3 separate regions of the Rattus norvegicus genome follow, and regions 1 and 3 are each linked to region 2. A link is a contact called in public Hi-C and HiChIP or PLAC-seq data. All regions are on one chromosome and are shown on one strand. The core of a region is the stretch at or near the end of the contact, and the rest is flanking DNA. Distances in the headings are between cores, read along the strand shown. Region 1 overlaps Fyn (FYN proto-oncogene, Src family tyrosine kinase). Region 2 holds the start of Fyn (FYN proto-oncogene, Src family tyrosine kinase). Region 3 has its middle 6.7 kb from the start of Ccn6.

Region 1 (4,361 bases), core at 196-2,695, 130 kb after region 2:
CACCCTCCTTCCCGACCTCTTCTGTGACTCGATTAGTATCAGAGATGGATTTGGGCCTCAGGATTGTCCAGACTATTGTGGGGAGGGTGTAAGGTTTTGTTTGTTTTTGTGTTTTAAGACAAGGTTTCTCTGTTATGTCTGCCTGAGTGTCCTGGAACTTGCAGTGTAGACTAGACTAGCCTCAGGATGCACCTGCCTCCGCCTCTGGAGTGCTGGGGTCAAAGACGCGCACCACCATGCTCAACCCAAACTGTATTCTTTCAGGCCTGTGGTAGCAGAATCCTCCAGGCTCCTAATTCTCTGAGACAACACTAAGAATAGTAATAACGGTAATAATAATAGTAATGACAGTAATACACGTGTCACTGTCAGATTACCTTAGCTTACTTATAGATTACCATTTATAATCAGCTAACAGTGTATGTATGTAAATGTATGGTGACTCACAAAACATTTGTTCCTTCTCTTTTGATTGATTTAGTTGTTTTTTTTTTTAACTGACAAGGTTTCTGTCAGGCTTCAATCATGTTGTCAGTTGGATTCGCTGAGTCGGTGGCAGCAGCAGCTCCTCCCTCAGAGTAGCCAGTTTGTCACCTCAGATGCTGTTCTCTGAGGGCTGCTGGGAACCAGCGCTGGCTGCCTGCAGGTGGCTCCATCTCCCTCCTTTAATTTCCTCTGGGTCTTGGGCACTTGGCAATCCTAAGTGCAGATCTCTTCTGAAAGACCAAAGGCTCGCACAGCTGGGCTCCGAGGCAGAGCTCCCCCCACCCCTGACCCTGCAGACTCTGTACCGTGAAGAGGTGGGAGGAGGCTGGCTGGAGCCCCCCTCTCTGCCTCCTTTGTCACTGCTCCTTGCTCTCAGAAGCCCCAGAAGCTGAGTGTGCTTTCCCCACTGCCTGGTTTATCAGCATTCACAGCAAAGCCGTGGCTGCTGCAAAGCTTTGAAATTCTAAATCACTGCCCAGTGCAGAGGCTGCTGCTGCTGCTGTGCTCCTGTGGGGTGTGTGTGTGTGTGTGTGTGTGTGTGTGTGTGTGTGTGTGTGTGTGTGTCTCTCTCTCTCTCTCTCTCTCTCTCTCTCTCTCTCTCAGGAAGTGCCAGCCCGCAGTCCCAGGGGCTGTGAGACACTGGGCTCCCCGTCATTCCTCCAAGGAGATGCGGGTCTCACTTCCAGACTTGCTGTGCAGGGGGTACCTGTCTTCACACCAAAGTTCCATGCCTGTAGATTCTGCTGGGGCTGTTTCCACAACGTCACAACTGTGCTTCAGAGCAAAGGGGCGGACCATACAGACACCACGCCCACTGTCCCATAAGCTCGCTCTATCTGCTGTTTTTCGTGTTTTTTTTTTTATTAGACTTCTATGTATTTGTGTGCACGCCTGGGCAAAGCTTCCGTGCCAGCTGTGGCACAGGTGTGGAGGTCAGAGGTCAGACCACCTGGGAGCAGTCACTTCTCCCCTCCAGCTGGGATCAAACTCAGACCCGTGGGCTTTGCAACAGGCATCCTTACTCACTGAGCCATCTCACCCACCCGCCATCTGCGCTTGACTAGAGCCACTGCATTAAAGAGAAGAAAAAGAGTCCACTGTTTTTCTAAAGGCGGAGGCTCATGCAGAACCAGCCATGTGGCCAGGAACCTCCATGGTGACTGGAGAGATCTGCAGAGCAAGTTTTTGTTCTGCCTGAGAAGGAACCTCCTGGATGCACATTCTCCTTCTTCCTATAGTAGGGGCGTTGGTGATGCCCGTTCAGACAGCCGCTTGGTGCTGCTAATGTGTTTGCTTGTGTCTATGCCAGGTGACACTGTGACCCCCTGGCCCTCCGCCAGTCCCGCTCCAACTGTTACTAAAACAGAGGAGGCCAGAGAGCCAGGCTTTGCCACCGAGTCCCAGATGTGACGCTGGCCTCCCTTGTCTCTGTGCTAGCTTGTGAATAGAAGCCCATGGTTTTGTTTTTGTTTTCCTGTGGTGGTTTCCACAGAGCATGGGCAGAGTGGTGGAAACATGCTTGACTGGCTATCAGACGTCTCCAGAACACTGTTAGCATTTCAGGAGAGGCTGCCCCTCCTCTGCTCACCAGGATTCAAGAAACCTAGCTCTAAAGTCAAAGCCAGCTGCCAGCAGGAAAGGGTGAGAGCAAGGAGCATAAGGACAAATCCCCCTGCCTCCACCAACAGCAGCACCGAGAGAGAGAGAGAGAGAGAGAGAGAGAGAGAGAGAGAGAGAGAGAGAGCGAGCGCGCGCTGTTAGCCCTTCCCTCCATAGGGCTGACCAGTGCACAGCTCAGCCCAATCCAAGCCCTTACTTCCAGGAGTGCCTGCTTAAGGGCTGTCATTCCTACTTGGGTGGGTTCTCCAAGCACATAGGACTTAGAGCAGAAGCAGGTGCCCCCACCTTGTCTGCCCAGGTCTGACTTGGTTACCCATTTCGTCCTCCAGTTGACTCCGAGCCGCTCTGCTTCCCTGGCCTCAGTCTCTGTGTTCCCCCTGCTTGCTTTGCTGCACAGCTCCTCACCCCACCAAGGGGTAGAAAGCACACTCACTGTTTGTGACAAGTTAGCTCTCGGTGCCTTCTAGAAGTTGCCTCTTACTGTGCTTTGAGTTAGCTGCTCCCCTCCCCTCTCCAGTTTGCTACTTCATTAATACATGACTGTTTCAACTCACAGGCAGATTCAGCTGGGAACGGAAACAAGGGGCGTTTCCTATGAAAGAATTAAGGCAACTTAAACTCATCCTCAGAGTGGTGCTTTCTCACAGTACAGTCTGCGTGCAGACAATCTGAGCAGTGAAGTCAGAAACTAAGAAAGCACATTCTGCCATGGTGCCGTCACCTGTGGTGATTTCAGCCTGTCCCCCTGAAGCCATTGCAGGCACTCATTCCACAGCTGCAAGGGCCGGTGCCTCTCAGACACAGAGCACTGCTTCAGAGTACCGATCAGGTCCGGTTTCTCCTCCGCTTACCACTCTGTCATAGACATAACTTATAAATTCACCACCGCTCACTAAAAGGGCGCATATTTTCTAATTTCCCAAATGATAAACAGCATTTCATAAAATCTCTCTTAGCACAAACTCACAGGCCAAGAGGCCAGCTGGTTTTAAAGCCCCTTGTTGACATTACCAGTCTGGTGTTCTCAAGGCTCTAGACGAACCCCCAGTCTCCACAGCACTGCAGGGGCGCGCTCATTTCAAGGGACCCTCTGTCCCCGTTGGGTAGAGCGTTCATCTGTGAGTTTAATTACTAATTAAATCACTTACTGGCCTAACCTGGTTCTCGGATTGCTGTGGAAAGCGGCACTTCCCCTTGAGTTTCAGAGCTCTGTGCTACCAGTAGTGTTCCCTCATTTCCTGCCTCATTGGTTTGCCTTATCCTTATAAATCCACTGTTAAAACAAACGTCTACAGAATAAACATGTATGTAGATGCTGATAACAGAACCACTCACGCGAGGAAGTAGCCAGGATGTCCATAGTTCCTAAACGGGCGAGCAGCTTACGACACAGTCATGCAGTGAGAGATGTTTAGTGATTAACGGAATGATACTTTAATATAGTGTTACATCACTGCCTGGTGAATGGATCTTAAATGCGTTATGCCCTAGTGAAAAGTAGAAAGAAACCAAGGTTGTATATCATGTGATTGAATCCATACCAACTATCCAGAATAGGCAGATCCATAGAGACCCAGGGTAGGCTAGAGAGGTGTCGGGGAGCTGGGGATCCACGGGTGGTTGCTCAGTGCATGCGGTTTCTCTGAGAGTGGAGTGCGTTCTGGAACTCTGGAGTTAAATAGCAGTAATGGTGACTTCATACAACCCCTTAAAACCGACTCTGCCACACTGTTCTGTGACCTGGAAGAGTTGGGGGAGGTAGGGTGCCCCGTCTCTCCTGAATCTCTTCGTCCAGACAGGGTTAATCACTCTCGTTTATGTCATCGAGTTCTCCTTCTGTCAACTCAGAGATCCAAAGCAAACTGGGAGCAAGAAATATCCCCACCCTCTGTCTGGAACCCCTCCATGATTCCCTGTTAGAACTTCATTGGGCCATTTAGGTCTGGGAGCCCATCCAGTGCCGGGCTGGCTGACAGCACAGCAGTGTTAGCACTCACCCTCGGGGGCTCACGCTCCCCTGCACTGCGTGCCTTCAGAGCTCCAGGCACTGCGAGTGGGAAGGTGTACAGGAGGAAAAGACGCAGTTTCTCAGCCTGGGGGTGACCTACACAAACAACACCAGAGTCAATTCCGGGCGCCAGGAATGCGCCTCTCTCCAAATGCGCCCGTGGTGTTCCGTGAATGATTCGTTTCATCCCATTGCTGTGCAGGGTGGGACAAGATCTGTCCCCGTTCCCTCAAAGCCTTCGCAGTGA
Region 2 (4,267 bases), core at 813-3,312:
AAACAAAATTGCAGGTTTAGAGGGAAGTATGCCTTGCCTTGGGCAGGCCAGGGACAGCGTTTATGTCAAGGCCACCTTGAAGACCTTTGGGAGCAGATTAAAATGGGAATTCATGCTGACATCTTCGAAGGGCTTTTTCACAACATCAGCAAAGCCTCTTGTGGAGACACAATCCCTTTAAAGTTGTACTTAGGAAGAGTTGTGAGTTTTTTTTCTCCGAAAAGTAAAGAGCTAAAACAAAACAAAACAAAACAAAACAAAAAACCCCAAAAAACAAAAAAACCCAAAAAGAAACAAACAAAAACAAAAACAAAAACAGAACACAGTCTTGCCAGGAGTAGGTTAATTCATCATTTAACTATTTTACCTTTTATTTGTCCACTAATTACATGAAGAAGCCATTATGCCACGGTTGTCAAAAATGAGACACCTCTCAAAGAAATTATTAACAATGGAGTGATTTAGTACCATCTGCTGCAGGTTTCAGGAAGAGATTGGACAAGGAATTCCTCAGTGTCACCTTCTCTTGTCTTCGGTTTCCTCGTCTATCACGTGAGGATCATTTACTGAATGGCAGCAAATTTCTCAAAAGAGCACAGCGGAAAAGACCAAGAAAACAAAAAGTCAGCAAGAGAGACCGGTATTTTTAAACTTCAGGGGAGAAAAGTACTGAGCAGGAAAGATAACATAGACCTTGAGCGTCAAAGGAAGCCAAGGCTGCTTCGCTTAAACTTACTTCTTACAAGATTAGATTTGCTGGGGGGGAGAGGGGTGAGTTTCTTACCAAAATCATTAAAGAAAATGATTCTGAACGTGTCTTAAAACAGAGCTTTCAGGAAACAGGAATTACCTATAAAGAAAATCAGGAAGGCGAAGTGTTTCTTTTTATGAAGTTACATCCTGCCATAGAAAAGCTGAATCGGAAATAAAGACCGACTGCATACCAACCCAGTTATTATTTCATCAAGGAAAATCTGAGTAAAAAGCTCAGCCCAGCCACCAATGAAAACAAGAAAACCAAGAGAAGTTTGAATGCATCGAGAAGCCAGACAGGCAATGGCTACTCTAAAGAGCTAGGAAAGCGCCCAAGCATCTCTACTGTGTGGTTTGGAGGTTCTTTGTTGCAGGCCCCTTGAATTTTAGTCATACTTCCTCTCACGTTTCCTGATGTGTGTGTGTGAACATGAACATATTTGGGTGCTCAAGAAAATGAGACTAGCAAATTATGAATTTCTTCTTCTTATTATTCGTTGCGCATTTGTTGGTTCGAGCTTTCCCAGTTTCTGCACTGGTACTTCTCTACTTTGCTCCTCACTTCTCCAATTTGCCATCGCCCTTCTTAACACCTTTCCACTTTATCCTCCCACTCCTATTTCTTTGGAGAAATAGGTTCCCATGGCTGTGAGGCTCGAGTGGCAGGTGCCAGTCTCCACTAGCAAAGTAGGAAAGCAGCTCGTTCCCTGCGCTCTCTCCTGTCCACCCCACCAACTCGCAACTCCACAGGATCCTCAGACACACACCTCCTCCTTCTCCTCCTCAACCTCGCATCCTCTCGCACACCCTGTGGCCCTGCGCACGCCAGGCTGCCCGCCACCACAGTAACGCTCAACCCACTCGGCGGCCCCACCCATGGCCGTCCCGCCTCCGACGCGCGCACCAATGGCTGACTGCGCTCAGCCCTCAGCGGACCCTTTGATAGGGCAGAAGGAACTGACAGTCTCGGGGCGTGTCCCGCCCCCTCTCGAACCCCTCGGGATCCGGAGCAGCCCGAGCATCAGCGAGAGTAGCTGCGAGAAGCCGCGGCGGCGGCGCGTCGGTGCAGTTGCGCCATCTGTCAGGAGCGCAGCCGGCGGGGAGGGGGCTCCGCGGAGAGGAGGAGGGGTCGCTGTGCGCCGAGCCTCCGAGACCCGCCCGCTGATCAAGAGCGCAGCGAGGCCGCCTCTAGCCGGAGCGCTCCGAGGACTCCCCGGGCGCACACAAAGCCGCCGCCCGCGCCAGGGAGGGACTGGGCTGCCGGGCCGGGGACACCGGCGCCGCCCCCTCGGCGCTTCGCGAGGCCCACGAGCTCCTGGGCCCGGCCGCGGAGCCACCGGAGCCGCCAGGGCCTCGCCGGAGGAGGGCGGGGAGAGGACCATGTGAATGTGCTCCGGAACCGAGCGCCACGCCACGCAGGTAAGCGACCGGGGATGCGCGGAGCCTCGGGATGCTGCGGAGACGCCCGGCCCAGCGCCCCCGCACGGGCTGCCCCCGCTGCGGTCCCGCCGCGCAGCCTCCAGGGCGCCCCGCGACGCAGGACACTGATGCGGGGTGCCGCCCGGAGGCTGCGCGGGCACCGGGGTGCCATTCCTCGGCCGCCGGCAGGCGCCGGGTGAAAAAAATAAGAATTGGCTTGGGGGCGAGGTTGGCCCAGCTCCGCCTCCGCCCTCCTTTCGCAGCCCCCCGCGGGGACCCGGGCTGTGTGTGTTGTTTTAATGTCAGGGATGATGTAATCACTTAATAATTGATGCCCGGTGCTGCTTTCCTCCCCACCCAACCCCTGCCCCACTCCTCCACCTCCCGGCCTCCTCCCTCGGCGGCCCTTGCCTTCCCCAGCGCATCCTTCTGCCTATTTCTGGAACCTCCCTTGCACTTCCCCCACCCTCCCCTTCACCCTTCCTGTGCTGCCACCCACCCACCCTTCCCCTTTCCCCTGTGTCTGGCCTTGCCTTTTCTTCCTCTGTCCCCCACCCCTTCGGCTTTCAAGCTTATTCCTCCTCCCTTCTGGACTCGCTGGATTTCCTCCCTACTTCCCTAGGTCGGTAGATGGTTTTGTTTGGTCTCCTCTAGGCTCTCTTATCTCTGAGGCCACAGGGACTGGGCTAGAAAGAGGCCACCAAGCTTGGGCCCAGGAGGCATTGGCTGGGACTCACTGGGAGGAGGGATAATAAAATCACCCATTTTGCCCCTCCTTCCTCTAATAAATCAGACTCTCTCTCTCTCTCTCTCTCTCTCTCTCTCTCTCTCTCTCTCTCTGTGTGTGTGTGTGTGTGTGTGTGTGTGTGTGTGTGTGACACAAAGAGCCCTTTCAGTTCATAGAAAAGAGACACATAAAGTCCCCAAGGCACCACCATGCTTCTTGTCTCATCCCTGGGGCTTCCCTTTCTTTCTGATGAAGCAGTTGATCTCTAGTCCTTTCTGCCACACTCACCAAAAAACGAAGGCTCCCGATCCCGGGTGGCAGGTGCACTTATTTTGCTGTATTCCCAGGGTGGTGGCATTGAGTGGCAACTGCAGTTTCCCCTATTTAAGGGAGGAATTATTTCAGCTGTTTTAGGAGTTGCTATACTTTCAAGGAACCCTCCTTCCATCCCTCGTTTTCCTCCCCTTTCTTCTTGGGGGATAGGTACTGATACCTGAGACAGGATAAATCAATGGGTGGGGGGATCAGAAGAATTTTGTGTCTGAGTCAGAATCAGTTCACCAAGAGTGAGGCAGCCTGACTGGATTCTCTAAAGTCCAAGGCCGCTTTGCTGAATGAAGTCTTTTGAAATGTGCTGTGGTGTCCAGCTATGCTCTTTTATTTAAGTGACCGGGGCTGTGGCATGAACGCACTTGGGCTGGCGTTCGGAAGACCCTGGAGGCACCACTTGTCTGGTTCAAGGGTGACTTTGGATGCCCACATCCTCTCAGCACCAAAGCAGCTTACAGTAGTTTTCACCCTTTGTGCTCAGTCTCCCTGCCCCTGCCCCTGCCCCACGAGTACCATGCCCTCAGACTTGGGAGGAAGTGGTTTCAACTCTCAAGCTTTGGGGCTAGCTGACTATGAGCCGGGGGTGTAGATGACTGGATTCAGAACCCATGATGTTCCTCTTAAGGTAGAGATATTCATGTAAATCTCAGACATAGTGTGTCAGAAACTTTGGTGTAGTCTGCTGATTCCTGGATCATGTTGTGGGGCCTCAAGTGTTCAAAGTAACGGAACTGTCCCAAGTTTACTTTTTAGCTGTTTTATCTGAAAAGAGTTGTGATGAATTAAGCTGACATCCATTGTGGAACATACATACATACATGTACACACATATACATACATACACATACATACATGCACACACATATACATACACAGATACACATATATACACATACATACATGTACACACATATACACACATATACACATATACACACATATATATACACACACAGATACACATATACACACATACATACATGTACACACATATACACACATACACACACACACACACACACACACACACACACACAC
Region 3 (4,422 bases), core at 1,510-4,009, 180 kb before region 2:
TTCTTACACGAGCGGCTGGAGAGATGGTTCAGCAGTTAAGAGCACTGGTTGTTCATCTACAGAACCGGGACTCAATTCCCAGCACCCACATGGCACCTCATAACTGTAAGTCCAGTTCCGAGGGACCTGATACCCTCACCCAGACGCACATGCAGGCAAAGCTCGAACCAGTGCTTTGCCTACATGACCGCAGTGAAACAGGCATGAGAGAAGGCATTTCTTCTTTCCCTCCAGTAACCTCGCGGCTTTGTTAATGAGCACTTGTGAAGTCCCTGAGGCAGCAAGGGGAGAGGGCCAAGGGGAGGTAGTGCTGCACCCGTGCATGGGGAGTAGAGGAATTACCATATTCTGCTTGGCTGTTAATAAACCAGGTCCCTAACAACCCTCAAACCACAAAAGTGCCCTGCCCTGCCACGTGTGTGGGCCCCGGGGTCAGAGCTTCTTGAAAATAATCAGGTGCCCTCGTTCCAAGGGCATAAGAAAAGCGAGACCAAATGTAAGTCGGTGCGGTCTAATTCACTCTGTCACTTGCCGTGTTAGTCTGGTTTGCAGAAGGAGCTCTGAGTTGGAAAAAGAGCTGAAGTTAATTAGCCGCAGACACAGGAAACCGCCACATGAAAAGAAGGGAGGGAGGGAGAGCATTAACCATGCTCCCAAGTGTGGGTGGAGCTAATGTCACAAGGAAAGAAAAGCATGCAAATGCAGTGTGTTCTTGGTTTTCTTTTTAACTTGGAGGGTTTGTTTTGTTTTGTTTTGTTTTGTTTTTGTTTTTGTTTTTGTTTTTTTAATAATGCGTCTATGGAGGTGTGTGGGAGTATATGAGTGCAGTGCCCATGGAGGACAGAAGAGGGCGCTCACAGCTAACTGCCTCAAGCGGTCTAACCATAGCTACCAACCTTTGTAAATCCTGTAAATTCTGTTTATCAGGAGGGCTATCGGCCTTGGCTAACAAGATGAAAGGTAACGATCATGGCAGGATGCCCAATGAGATGCTTTAACGTATATACGGCATGCTTATACTAAGCAATTGTTGGGTTTTAACCTGAAATTCAAATTCGGCCGTGTATGCTTGCATAGGGTTTCCTATTAGCCTGGACCACGTAGAAAACAGACTATTTCAAAACAGCAGGTGTGCTAGCTAGTTTTACGTCAGTTTGGGGCAATTGGAGAGGTAAAACTGAAAAACCTCCAACATAAGCTGGGGCTGTGAGCAAGGCTGTAGGGCATTTTCTTAATTAGTGAGTAATGGGGGAGGGCCCGGCCCATTTGTGGGCGGTGCCATCCCTGAGCTGGGTGGTCCTGGGTGCTATACGAAAGCAGACTGAGCAAGCCACAGGGAACAAGTCAGTAAGCCTCCGCTCCGCTACGGTCTTTGCATTAGCTTCGGCCTCCAGGTTTCTACTCTGCTGGATTTTTTTTTTTGTCCTGTTCCACAATGAACAGTCGTGGGCTTGTAAACTAAATAAACCCTTTTCTTCCCTAGTTGCTTTAGTCATGGTGTTTCATCACAGCAACAGAAACCCTAACGAATGAACAATATGAGCCAACTAGACCCCCCAGAGCTCCCAGGGACTAAGCCACTAACCAAAGAGTACACATGGAGGGACCCATGGCTCCAGCCGCATATGTAGCAGAGGATGGACTTGTCCGGCATTAGTGGGAGGAGAAGCCCTTAGTCCTGTGAAGGCTCAGTTCCCCAGTGTAAGGGAATGCCAGGGCGGTGAAGTGGGAGTGGGTGGGTGGGAGGGGGAGCATCCTCATAGAAGCAGGAGGAAGGGATTGGGAGAAGGGGGAACCGGGAAAGGGGATAACACTTGAAATGTAAATACATAGTATATCCAATAAAAATGCCAAAAAAAAAAAAAAGCCCTCAAGACTGTAGCATAAAACATAAAACGTCTATATTTCATGTGATGGTGGGCATTAGGAGCTTCTAGTCTTCGTGTTAATTTTCACAAGCAAACAGACACACAATTTATTTTTCCTTTGTCCTCTTAAATGAGATCAGCTGTTGAAAACTCCCTTCACCCACGCAGCTCTCAAGCTGTTTCCGGACTTTCCAGCTCAAAGTTGCATTGGACCCTGGCGGTCGCTAGATGGCGCACCGGGTCAACGTTCCAGCCGAAGGCTCTTGATGGTCGCTGCCAGGGAAGAAAGGAGGCGCGTGTTTGCCGCAGAGCCTTGCATTATTGATCTCCGCTGCCGCAGAGGTGGGAGGAGCCCGCCGCCATCTCGCCGAGCCTCCTGCAGTAGCGCTAGGATGGTTGGTACAGGAGGCTTTTCCATCCCTACAAAAAGTCCTTGGCTGGGTGGACAACGAGCATTTCCCGGTCGCAAGCATTCGGCTTTTTCATTCCATAGCAAGATCAGATTCCTCCGTGGTGAGAATCCTTTTATTTCACCCGGCACTCTGAACAGCGGTTGTAGCTTTTGGAATCTTTAAATTCTTTAAATCCTCATTTGTTTTTAATACTCGACAGAATAGTGATACATAATTTACCAGCAGGAGAAAGACAATGAGATTAGTGGAGCAGGATGGGGTGGGGTCCAGCTCTCCTTTTAGTTTTCCGATCACAGAACATGCTTATATAGAAAAACGGAAGTACTCTTCACATAAAATGGTCTCGTGTCGATTTAACCACAGCCAAGTGTTCGCCAATCAATGTCACCGGAAATTTGCACAATTGGACAGACAGAGATGCTCTGACATTCAACCGTGGGTGGGGCTTCCACGTGATCTCTGCGGCGGCGCCTCGCCCTTCTGACCAGTAGAGGGCGACACGATCGATCAAGTGGGAATCTCAGACAATGCAAAAACACTTCAGAGTAAACAGCAAATGTGTTAACGCAGCAGTCCTTTTATTTGGTCAGTGTGTTCTTTGACTACAGATTTGCAGATTAGAATGTTATATTGTTCCCTTTCTTTGCCAGTCAGACATAGGAGGCATCTTTACGGCGTCTCGTTTGCCTTCTCCTACATGAAATACGTATAAATACAGTCCAAAGCAACTCGGCTCACAAATTCTAGAGCTTTTGCGCTTACAACCTTCAAATATAACTCGCCATCTTCCCCTGACTTCTCCTCCCTGAGGCTTCCAAAGCACTGCACAGACTTTCACCGGAAACACGGCTTCCTTTGCTTTGAAGTAGATCCTAACTTAACTCGTTCTTGTCTACAACAGGACTGACAGAGCCCTCCACAAATGATTCCCCAAATAAGCCGGAGTCAAGATTTCAACGTGGAAAGCATGTTTCAGTTCTGGATGTGGCTACTAAAATGCCATTTGAGTGCTGGGTGGACCTATCCCAGCGTCTCAAGACTTTATATCCAACCTTAGTATACATAGCTGCAGTAACCAAGAATTTTCAGTCTTAGGCTTAACTATCCAGATATGTTTAGAATCCTTTAAATCAAGTCACCTGTGCTCCCAGGTCCCCCTTCTGACCTGAAAGCAGCCATTCCCAGGCTCCTCCTTCATCTTGGTTAGGATTCCGGGTTCGGCAGCCTGCAGGCCACATTGTCCTCCCTTCTATGGTTCCCTTGAAGCCTAGAGACTCCAAAAAGACTTCCTTTCCTCCCACTCTAGGACAGAACTCACCGGGAACCCTGTCAGACTACAGGACATCCTCCTGTCCCCAGTAGAAGCAAAGGAGTCCAGAAACTGGGTGTGTAGGTTGACATCGAATGAAGTAAACTTCGTCCCAGGGAGAACAAGATAGTGTTAAAGAACCGAGTGCCGCTGTGGTGAGAGCCTGGCATTTCTGGAAGGTTAGGAAAAGGAGAGACAGCCGGGTTCCCACGGCGGAGACCATGGGAACTCCCTTTTGGGGGATCGTGAAGCTTTTCTCTGCTTAACACCTCACTCTGTTTACCAGCACCCCCAGTCTGTAGGGTTTCTCCAGTCTGCCTCTAGCCAAACGAGTGCGTAAAAATTTCACTTCCAGAAATAAATGTCAGCCCCAGCCCCAGAAGCTGCTATTGCGGTTGCCTTTTGCTCACCATCAGAGAAATAACGCCAAGGTCACGTGGTACAGATGTTGGTCTTGAGGAAGCTCGCATGGGAGCTTGTCAGGAAGCGATCAAGAGGAAGCACCACTGTGGGAAAGAGAGCTGGCTCTGCAGCCCCTGGGAGCAGGAGAGCCACTGCAGGTCAAGGGGCCACTTCTGCCACACAGCCAGCTCCTTTCTCAGGCTCTCTCACCCTGGTTAGGCTCAGTGACATCCCTAGACGGCAAAGCAATGCAAAGTGGCTGGGATATTCTATAATACGGAATGCGAGTGTGCCCTGGGGCACCGAACACGTGACTGGCATGAATGAAGAAAGGACACTTTAATTGTGTTCAGTTCAGTTCTTTGAATTGAAGTGGCCGCATGTAGCTAGAGGCTACCGAGCTGGACAGCATAACTCTGGAGTCGTTCTT

Evidence for each region. Hi-C and Micro-C count contacts between places; a contact is called where the count stands out from the background. HiChIP or PLAC-seq counts read pairs in DNA pulled down with a chosen protein or histone mark.
Region 1: a contact with region 2 is called in an H3K27ac HiChIP or PLAC-seq map of oligodendrocytes, with 5 times the contacts expected there. The contact joins the enhancer-like site here to the promoter of Fyn in region 2. A contact is called at or near these places in 5 of 12 Hi-C or Micro-C datasets (Schwann cells, frontal cortex, kidney and 2 more) and 1 of 1 datasets of contacts at active chromatin or transcription factors (oligodendrocytes).
Region 3: a contact with region 2 is called in a Hi-C map of Schwann cells, with 5 times the contacts expected there. The contact joins the enhancer-like site here to the promoter of Fyn in region 2. A contact is called at or near these places in 2 of 12 Hi-C or Micro-C datasets (Schwann cells and frontal cortex) and 1 of 1 datasets of contacts at active chromatin or transcription factors (oligodendrocytes).

What each region holds. Positions count from the first base shown.
Region 1 is chr20:44,451,191-44,455,551 of GRCr8, forward strand. The region is part of intron 3 of Fyn (FYN proto-oncogene, Src family tyrosine kinase); the gene reads left to right. Among named protein-coding and RNA genes, the nearest start is that of Traf3ip2, 110 kb to the right of the region's middle. Within about 2 kb of position 1,446, at least 23 of the 93 cell types and tissues checked have an H3K27ac peak or open chromatin away from gene starts, as enhancers often do. A contact at or near this core is called in Schwann cells, where this site is marked.
Region 2 is chr20:44,320,602-44,324,868 of GRCr8, forward strand. It overlaps Fyn (FYN proto-oncogene, Src family tyrosine kinase), which reads left to right and starts at 2,063. Exons shown (of 14, transcript NM_012755.2): 1 at 2,063-2,172. It also overlaps the pseudogene LOC108349082.
Region 3 is chr20:44,144,237-44,148,658 of GRCr8, forward strand. No RefSeq gene overlaps it. Among named protein-coding and RNA genes, the nearest start is that of Ccn6, 6.7 kb to the left of the region's middle. Within about 2 kb of position 2,760, at least 75 of the 93 cell types and tissues checked have an H3K27ac peak or open chromatin away from gene starts, as enhancers often do. A contact at or near this core is called in Schwann cells, where this site is marked.